Linked DNA regions of Sus scrofa: all the other regions are linked to region 2. The links are chromatin contacts, called in public Hi-C and promoter capture Hi-C maps. All regions are on one chromosome and are shown on one strand. Each heading gives the region's core, a stretch centred on a gene start, on an enhancer-like site or on the middle of the called end of the contact. The rest is flanking DNA. Distances are from core to core; before and after follow the strand shown. Region 1 holds the start of EDRF1 (erythroid differentiation-related factor 1). Region 2 holds the start of ABRAXAS2 (BRISC complex subunit Abro1). Region 3 holds the start of BCCIP (BRCA2 and CDKN1A-interacting protein).

Region 1 (3,063 bases), core at 301-2,800, 890 kb before region 2:
GACAGGTGAAAATGCCATCAGTTAATATTTACCTTGAAAATGGCTTGCTTTTCTTACTATTGCCAAGAATGGTAGTTCCTGCCGGTCCGAGTTTGGCACTCTCTCGGAGCCAGTTGGCAGGTGGGAGTTTCAAGTCTGTCTTCTCTTCCAGGCGCGCAAATGCCGTCCGAGGCGGGGCAGAGGAGTACTTCACCACTGCTCGGCTCTTCACTTCATTGCCGCCGAGAAATAAAGCTGATCCCTGATTAACATATGACGTGGAACTTGAATCAACACCACTAAGAATGAAAACCCCATCTTTATAAAAAGAAAACCAGACACCACATCAGGCTGCTAAGAACACAGGCCACTACCACGAAGAGCACTTAATAAACGTGAGCATAAACTGTACAGTTTGCTTTGCTCTTCTTCACATCATTTCAAAAAAGATGAGCCAAGGAGTGTGATGACTATGGTTACAATCTAGCAAAAGCAGGCCAACCAACCTCACTTTATTTTCTAAATGATTGTTATTTTTTCCATTATAGCTGGTTTGCAGTATTCTGTCAATTTCCTACTGCACGGCAAGGTGACCCAGGCACACATACATGTATACATTTTCTCACACTAACTTTTAAAACTGATTCATAGAAAGTGTAGAGACAGAAACCAAGGAGTCAATAGTAGCATGTTAACAAAATGCCACATTTATTCAACATGCATTTTAATTTCAATAACATACATCATTTGGAAAGTAGCTTGCAGTAAGATACCTGGGCCTTTTCTGTTTCTAAGTAAGAGTTTAATACCTGATGAGTTTATTGCACAAATACTCTGAACGTCTAACTTCATAGCAAATCACTGGGGAAACGACACAGATTTCACTTGCACACCCCCAAGAAAGCTCAGGGTCTGAGATATCTCTTCCAACCTTCTTTCACGCTGTCCCTTTGTGGCCTGGCCAACACTCCGCACACTTCAAACACTGGCTCAGTCTCGGTCAGCGCGCTCCCTTCTCCCTCCAGCTTGCAAGTCTGCCAATTTTGGAACCACATATTTACATACGCGCTCCCTGACAGCAGAGATCGCGTCTAACTCACCCGTCGGTTACCACCGAGTGAGAAGCCAGGACTGCTTCTGACACGAATGACTTGCAAGTAAATGCCTCAATAATTGTCGACAAGCACTCGGACTTCCACTCCGTTTTGGGGGCCGTCCGGGAGGGGTGGAAAAGGCTCCAGGAGCCGCTGGGAACCGTGACATCCCTCCCCGGCCGAGCGGCCCGCAGCCCCCGAGCCCTGCAGGTCCCGCCCCGCCCCGCGGCAGACTCACCTGTGCAGAAGGTTCCTCCGTCTCTCCTTGGGACAGGAGGCTGAGCCCGTCCCGAGCAGTGGCCCCAATCGGCGGAGCCTCAGCCACGGCCTCCTTAGAGTCCCCCATCACCTCCGTCCGGGGCAGGCGAGGCAAAGCTCAAGCCGAGAAGCCCCAGCACGTTCCGCGGCCCGGCGGCGCGGCAGCACCGTAAAGCAAGCGCCGGAGACACCCTGCACTTCCGGCCTCTGACAGGAAGAGGTGGTGCTGACGTATTCAAATCTCGCGATCTTTGTGCCTGAGGCCCGGCCCGGCCTCCCCCGACAGAGCCCACCTTCGCGGCGGGCGCGGGAACTGTAGTGCGCCTGCGTCTGTCAGAGTGTTCGGGGAACTGCCTCCCGCGTGATCTGACTCTCAGGCTCCACCCCTTGCACGCGGGTCTTTGTTGGCAAACAGTTCTGCGGGCCTGGGCGCGAGGCCGCGGCAGTGCCGCGGAGGTTCTCCCTGTGTCGGCGGGGGAAAAGCCCCCGTAGGTGTAACCCGCGGCTCCCGTTTTTTAAAGTAGTGAAGTCCTAGCGCTCGTCCCTCCAGCTTTCAGCGTCCCCTTCGTTTACAGACGGGCTCACAGGCCCAGGAAGGGAAGACAGGCCCAGGTGATGGCGGTCGAGACTCCAGCTCACCCGGACTCGGAGTCCTGTCCGCGCATCACAATGCGTGCGGGGGGCCGGGGCTCCGTGGAGAGGACGGCGCCGAGGAGGCCCGCCGCCTTTGCTGAAGGGCTGGACTTCAGAGGGGGTGGCACCACCGAAGGTGCGATTTGCCGCTTAGTGACTCGCGGAGCGTCAACGGAAGTGCTCCCGCCGTTTGTCAGGCCCCCAGGGAACTAGCAAAAGGCATTCATTCCATTGATCCAGGGATTTCTCCAGCCTTAAAGTGCTGGGGAAAAGGCTGGGGATCCAGGTGACCTGAAGATTCTGTTTCAGTTAGTCTGGGAGGGGCCTGAGATTCCTAGATTCCCTAGGATATGATGCCAGTGTTTTGAGTAGCGAAGAGGTAGAAAAACAGCCAAGGACGGCTTAAAGCTTTGAAGGTACTAGGCGCTCTTATTCTCCGAGCTCACAGCCAAGATCAGGTCAAGCGTAGTTAAATGCCATCACATCCATTATAAAAATGCCTGTTTTGTTTTGCTGTAAAATATTGAGGATTTTTTAAAATTAATTTTGCCTTTGCAGTTATTTGACTATCTCGGTTTGTAATAGACATTAGGCTTTGATAACTACTAATTATATTCATATTTGGAAGTGCTTGTGACAGCAGACTCAAATTGTTTTCAAATGTAACAAAACATTTTTACAAACTGCATTTACCAACAATTTAATAGCACGTCTTGTAGACACGTGTTCGTTTTGGTATTTACATTATTTTGTATTTTTGAAGTCAGTACTTTTTTTTTGCAAGCAACACGTTATTTTACATTATAGCAAAAAGTTGAACACAGATATCTAACGTTGGGATATTTGGATATCAGGATATCTAATTAGGATGTACGGTTATGTCTATTTTGAGTACTTAGTACCATTAACTTGTGCATTAACTTGTTTTTCAAGATTATTCAAGAACATTTAATTTGTACCCTTTGGGGAGTGCCTGCTGTGGCTCAGCGGTAAGGAACTCCACTAGTATCCATAAGGAGGCAGGTTCAATCTCTGGCCCCGCTCAGTGGGTTAAGGATCCAGCGTTGCTATGAGCTGTGGTGTAGGTTGCAGACCTGGC
Region 2 (3,070 bases), core at 73-2,572:
CCATGATCTCTGCTCTAGATTTGGTGACGTGGGACCCAGACAGCCCCGTACGGGACTGATTGAGTTATTATCCCAGCTGTTGGGGCGTTTGGAATTACCTTTAGAGGAAGAGTCTCATCACCCAAGATCAATTCTCCTGTTCTGAGCAAACAGGCATTCAATGCCTGGTCAATGCCGACGAATAAAGACCCAGCTCCTTCAATCAAACTTCAAAATTCCAAAGGATCACTCTGGCTTCCCAGGGCTCTGTCAGGGGAGAGGGTGTTAGCTGAGGCTCTGTTGTAACCATACCCCAGTCTAAGTACTTCCTCTGTCTAACCCTGCTTCTCTCCCTTCCCCAGTAGGTGGGGATCTTGAGAGCACACCCTAATAAACTTCCTCCTGCTTGGTCTTACACTCTGCTCCCCAGGAACACAACCTGTGACAAACTCTTTTAGGTTTTCACTCCATGCTACCTTTTCAGAGGATGCTTCCATTATGACCCTAACTGGGATTGCCTGGAACTTGACTGTCATTTTGCCAATTGGGAAGCGGCTGAGAACTCCCAAAAGCACAGTTTCAGAGAAGTTGTAGGTGCGCAGGGTTCCGGGCTGCAGGGATTGGTGGAGTGAGAGGGAGACAGGCAACCCAGTGTACTCTCAGTGCTTCCCCCTTGACTCATGTAATGGGCACCGAGTGGGAGGGACCGTGTTCCTTGGCACATTCCAGCTTCTCCCTGGTGATGGGCAGCTCTGCTGGGATAGAGTTTCTCCACCCCAACCAAGAATCTGTTGCCCTGGGAGATCAGAGATGGTGCCCCACACAACCTTCAGGACTAAACAGCCAGAGGAATCCTGGAGCCAGAGAAGGAATTCTGTATAAACTGTGGTTTTTTTCCAGGGCTCCATACCAACAACTGTTTATAGCGTTTATCACACACAGCAAAAACATCTTAAGTGTTGGCAAGACATCAGATTGAAGACAGCCTTATCTTTCATGGGTGCTTCTTCATTAGAACCTAACACTTTTGTAAGACGCACTCAGTCACATTCCAGCCTATTCTCTCTAGCAGCGCGTCTAGGAAAGATCACAACAACCATTCACTCAGGGCAGCACTAATTGACTGTGGCATCGGGTGGTTTTATTTCTCTGTAATAAGGTTACTTACGCACTTTCTCGAGTTCTTTAATCACTACACACATAGGCTCCCATCTGTCTTTTACCATATTCTATCATCAGCGGTTGCCTGAAGATCTTGGAACGTCTTGCATCAGAGGAGATGCACATGCAGTCCGAATCGGGATTCCATGAGCTGGAAAGGCAACTGTTGATGCCGCTTACCTCCAGGGACTTGTTACTGGGCTTCTCTCTGCTATGTCAACAGAAACGTGGCCTAGGAAACATGGTTTTGGTTGGAAGGCAGCCTAGTTAGGGCCCTTTGAGAGTCTTGCCTAGGACTTTGGACTACCAGTATGTCTTTGCTGCTACAGAAGTTCCCCTCAGACCTTTGGCCCCTAAGACCCCTGGGATTATGCTACCGAACTTCCAGTATCAGTCCCACCAAAAAGCAGATACCTCTCAGGTTCACTGGTGGGAAGCAGTCACCAGTGCAGGGGCAGCAAGGTGCAGGTGAAGAAATCGAGGCACACAGAAGTGAGGCCTAAGCCTCTTGGATAGGGCTGGATGCCTGGTTAGGGGCAGAGCTGAGACAGGCATCTTGACTCTCCGAGTTCTTTCTTCACTAAGCACTCTGAAACCCATGACTGGCCTACTTATGCGAGGCGGGAGTGGGGCGGGTGTCTAGAGCATTCATTTCACCAGGCATAAATTCCCTTGTCCACGAGTGACGTCAAGTCAGAAGAGGCCAGAGTGCTGTTTTCGAGGCAGGATGCCAGCCGCAAATGGAATTAGCCTTTGACCGGAAAGCCAAATAATGCGACGGACTGTCCCACCCACTCTTCAGATTTGCCCACGACGTGGAGAGAGGAGGTGATCTGCACCTTTGGGGGGAGCAGTGTCGGATTATATTCGGTATGGCTCCCCCACCGCCAGCTTTTCTCCAAAACGCAATGCTTGGAGTGGCCCCTTACAAACAACACCCCCCCCCGGGGGCGCCCCAAATACGGTAGCGTTTAGGCGGGCACCTCAAGGAACGGGGTGCACCTGACGCCGGCTGGAGTGAGAGTGGGGACCAAGGCGAGGCCCCGCCCCGCCCACGCCTGGGCTTGGGACCGGGCGCTCTAGACCCCGGCGGCGCTGGGAAAGGCGCGGAAGGACGGCCGACCCCCGCGGGGGCCGGGAGCAGTAGAGAGCGCGGCCTCCCGCCTCCTAGAGGCGCCAGCCCGCCCGTCCGCTCTGCCCGCGCCTCGTCTCTATGGCGGTCCCAACGGCCGTCCGGGGCGCCGAGCGCAATGAGCGAGGGCGCGGACGGCGGCGGCGATGGGGCATCAGCGCGGTCCCCGGGGGGCAGTCCCGGAGGGGATGGCTTTGCCCCGTCGGCGCTGGGGACCCGAGAGCAGTGAGTGTGGCGCAGGGCCGGGGAGGGTGAGCGGCGCTGTCTGGATGGGGCCGCGGAGGACGGGGCGAGCCCGGGGGGCGTGGCGAGAGGAGCCCAAAGGGCCGCCCTGGGCGAGGGCCCGGGATGGCAGGGCTGGGCTCCCGAGGGGCCGCGCTGGGTGGGTCAGGAAGCACCTCGGGAGCTGACGTCTGCGGGCTTCGTGGGCTGCCGTATGGACTCTGAGCTCCTGGGGAGGCTTTTTAGGGGTCTTGGGTCTTCGGGCCCAGCCTGGGGAAAGGGAGAGGGAGCCGGCCTGGCGATTCGGGCTGGTGGGCGGTGGTTGGAGACCGGGGGAGAACTGCGCAGCCAAGGGGGCTGAAAAGGTTAAGGGGACGAGGGCAGGGACACGGAGGCTGGAAGAGTGGGGAGTGGGGGGATGGCCTGAGGAAGGAGAGAGGACAGTGGGCATATCTCGGGCTGGGAGAAAGTGACCTGACCCAAGACGGACGCTCAGTAAGTATTTAATGGGTTAGTAGACGGGTGAATGCATGACGGTGGGAAAAGGCAATGGTGAGAGGTAACTTGGGGGGGGTT
Region 3 (3,062 bases), core at 115-2,614, 980 kb before region 2:
TCCCCAGAGAAGGAGAACCAAGCATGACATGAGAGAAGCCATTTTGGCTTAAGCCATTTTGTGACAAAGCCAGGCCACAATGCCTGCCCTAACAGGTCTCAGTAACTCATGATCCTAGGGGAATAGAATGCAGGAAGAAAGAAAAGGCAGCCAGAGACTAGTGCAGGGATAAAGGAGAGTCCCAGTTCCTCCTCAAGGGATCTACACAGCAATACCTTTGAGCTCTGCAGGAACTAAGCCGCCTCCCCCCCACCCCCAGGATGGAAAGGTGAGGTTGACCCTCCAGACTTCAGCAAAGACGTGGACTTTCTTGACTTTTGCCCCGATTCTATGCATTATTCTCCTCTGTGCAAGCTCCTTCATGAATATGCATGTACCCTTAACTTAAAACTTTCCAATTTTGCAGTCCCAGAAGACACAGCTTTAAGGAAGATCCCCAAGTTCTCCTCATTTGATGCAAATACTAATAAATCCTTCCTTCTCCCCATTTTTGGCTTGGTTGTGTCTACTGGTCCCACACCTACCAAAAGGCGAACCTAGTTTTCTAACATTTACAGACATGGCAATGATTAAGAGCAGGGGCATAAGTTTCAAATTCTGCCTTGGACATGTGATGTCTGCAGTACTGTTAGACATCCTGTGGTCGTCAAGATCATTCAGTCCTAGTTATTCATTAAACAAATATCGGGGGGTCTATGGCAGCTCCCAGTTCTATGAGAATGGATCCCCAGGACTTGGCTTGAGGGGCAGAAATGACAGCTTAGGCAGCGCGTGGAGGAGCAGGAGACGTGCCTTCGAGAAACGGACCGAAGGCCGTGGTGAGGGAGGCAGGCACCGGGGAACCAGGCTGAGTGGCTGCGGGGAGGTCAGAGGGTGGGCCCGGGGCCCTGAGCGACCCCAGAGGATTCGGGATGTTAGTGTGAAACCAACGAAAGCCAGCGGGGAGGATGGTGTCGCGGCGGTAGGAGGGACCGCGCTGGCCGGAGCAGGACCCACACTGCGGCTAGAGCGTGGGGAAGAACGAAGCGAGAACTTTTTCCCACCCGCAGCCTCTGCTTAAGGACCCTCAGGTGCGGGGCAGCTGCTACTTGAAGCAGCGCAGACATTCACACGGCTTCGGCTGCCGAAAGGTTTTTTCCCAGATGTAAGCCAGACGGGGCCGCGTATGCGTCTCACCTCATTGATGATCTCGTCCTCTTCATCCTCGCCTTCGTCACTGTCTTCATCGTCTTCATCCTCCCCTCGACTTCATCCTCCTCCTCCTCCTCATCGCGCGGAGCAGGAGACCCATTGCCCACGGCGCGCCGCTTGGGCCTGGACGCCATGTTGCCGGCCTCCCTGCGCCTGCGCCCCTTCCGCGCGCCCGCCCTTCCGGACCCACCCACACAAGCCGAGGGGGTGGGAGATCACGAAGAACCTCGGCGCTGAGGCGGTGTCAATCCCCCTGCCCTGGTAGCTTGCACAGCCCTGAAACCTTAGAGTCAGGTCCAACTCAGGGCCCTGTCTTGGCCTTTTCGTCTTCCTTCCATCCAGCCTCACGCCTTTCCACGACTCCCTCTCCCTTTCCCGCAGTGGTTCGACCCATCTCCGCTCGGGCTCCCGGGCTTACGTGTTGGTGCGCATGCGCGAGCTTCAGCTGAGCGGTGCGCCGGCTCCGCGACCCCTGGAGCTGGCGCTGGCGCTGGTGCTGGGGGCCCGGCGTGGGCCGTCGCCATGGCAGCGGAAGCCACGTGGTGAAGGGGCCGACCCCCGGACTGGTCTGTCCGGCGGGCTCGCTGCCTGCGGGCGGGAACCCTGAGATTCTGCCCCCGACTGGATGCCTGCCGAGTGCTTCACTTGCCCGGCGAGGTAGGTGTCGCTGCGCACGGTACCAACGAGGACGGAGTCCCTGGGACACGCGGGGGCCCGCCTGCTGCGCTAGCCTGTGCGTGACAGGTCGGGCTGGAACCCCGAGGCCGCTGCTGGCCTGGGTGCTGGGTGCTGTCCAGGGACAGTAGTCGGCCCCGAATGGAAGGTCGCCTGATGCGCGCAGATGCCCCCAAGCCTGGCTCAAGCAAGGCCCTACGGGGATCCCCCCACACGTAGTCGTTGGCACAACCTTGGAATGAATCCCACCCTAATGCCTGTTGCCAGCCCACCCTCCTTAAGCGCATTTCTTGACCTGGAAGTTTTTTTAAAATTGGTGATCAACATTAAATGCTCAAGGGCCAGTGGGAATATCCACATTACAGATCTGAGCCTATAGTAAAGGAAGAGAGTGGATGGGGAGTCTGGCAAACGAGGGGGTGTGCTCCTGGCAGCTGATCCCTGGTGGTCAAGTGGAAATGCTGCCTAGTGTTGTCAGTTCTTACATTTCAAGAGAACCTGGAGTTCTGGATTTTTAGGGGGAAAAAAAGTAACTTGAATTGTAAAACTTGTGCCAAATAAAATTCATCTACAGGTCAGGTTTATACAGCAGCCTGTTGTAAAGAATTTTATTTGGGGAGTTCCTGTGGAAGCTCAGTGGTTAACGAATACGACTGGGAACCATGAGGCTGCGGGTTCGATCCCTGGCCTTGCTCAGTGGGTTAAGGATCCAGTATTGCTGTGAGCTGTGGTGTAGGTTGCAGACACGGCTCAGATCCTGCGTTGCTGTGGCTCAGGCGTAGGCTGGCAGCTACAGCTCTGATTGGACCCCTAGCCTGGGAACCTCCATATGCCGCCGGAGCAGCCCAAGAAATGGCAAAAAGACAAAAAAATATATATTTTTTTATTTGGAAAGAAAGTCACTCATTAGAGAAGTCATCCACTTTCTGGGAGTAAGCTCTATAGCTTTCCTTTTTTTCTCTCTGTCAGATGAGGAAAGTAGGTTGAATGAGTGTGATTCCAGATGGAGTGAGCTGTCCCTAAACTGAGATTGGACGTTGCTGGAGCCGTTTAAGCAGAAGCATGATCACTTCTCTCAGTGATACTTCAGCAGCAAGAAATGGAATCAGAATACCTTAAGGGTTCCCAGAGGCCCTGTGATTGTGTTCTAAGAGTTGTCTATGAGTTCCTGTCTACTAAGTCACAACATGAATTAT

The links. Promoter capture Hi-C pulls out the DNA fragments that hold promoters and counts their contacts. A called contact is a pair of places that touch in the nucleus more often than the background predicts.
Region 1: a contact with region 2 is called in a promoter capture Hi-C map of liver, with 4 times the contacts expected there. The contact joins the promoter of EDRF1 here to the promoter of ABRAXAS2 in region 2. A contact is called at or near these places in 2 of 5 promoter capture datasets (fetal skeletal muscle and liver) and 1 of 47 Hi-C or Micro-C datasets (heart right ventricle).
Region 3: a contact with region 2 is called in a Hi-C map of liver, with 8 times the contacts expected there. The contact joins the promoter of BCCIP here to the promoter of ABRAXAS2 in region 2. A contact is called at or near these places in 1 of 5 promoter capture datasets (liver) and 1 of 47 Hi-C or Micro-C datasets (liver).

Annotation. Positions count from the first base shown.
Region 1 is chr14:135,040,569-135,043,631 of Sscrofa11.1, reverse strand. EDRF1 (erythroid differentiation-related factor 1) reads right to left here and starts at 1,550. Exons shown (of 25, transcript XM_005671561.3): 1 at 1,312-1,550; 2 at 33-241. The coding sequence starts at 1,419.
Region 2 is chr14:134,153,933-134,157,002 of Sscrofa11.1, reverse strand. It overlaps ABRAXAS2 (BRISC complex subunit Abro1), which reads right to left and starts at 1,322. Exons shown (of 11, transcript XM_021073619.1): 1 at 1,148-1,322; 2 at 1-246. It overlaps EEF1AKMT2 (protein-lysine N-methyltransferase METTL10), which reads left to right and starts at 2,337. Exons shown (of 7, transcript XM_013983843.2): 1 at 2,337-2,497. The coding sequence starts at 2,391.
Region 3 is chr14:135,129,630-135,132,691 of Sscrofa11.1, reverse strand. It overlaps BCCIP (BRCA2 and CDKN1A-interacting protein), which reads right to left and starts at 1,364. Exons shown (of 8, transcript XM_001926083.6): 1 at 1,244-1,364; 2 at 1,177-1,241. The coding sequence starts at 1,325. It overlaps UROS (uroporphyrinogen III synthase), which reads left to right and starts at 1,623. Exons shown (of 10, transcript NM_001244365.1): 1 at 1,623-1,848. The coding sequence starts at 1,817.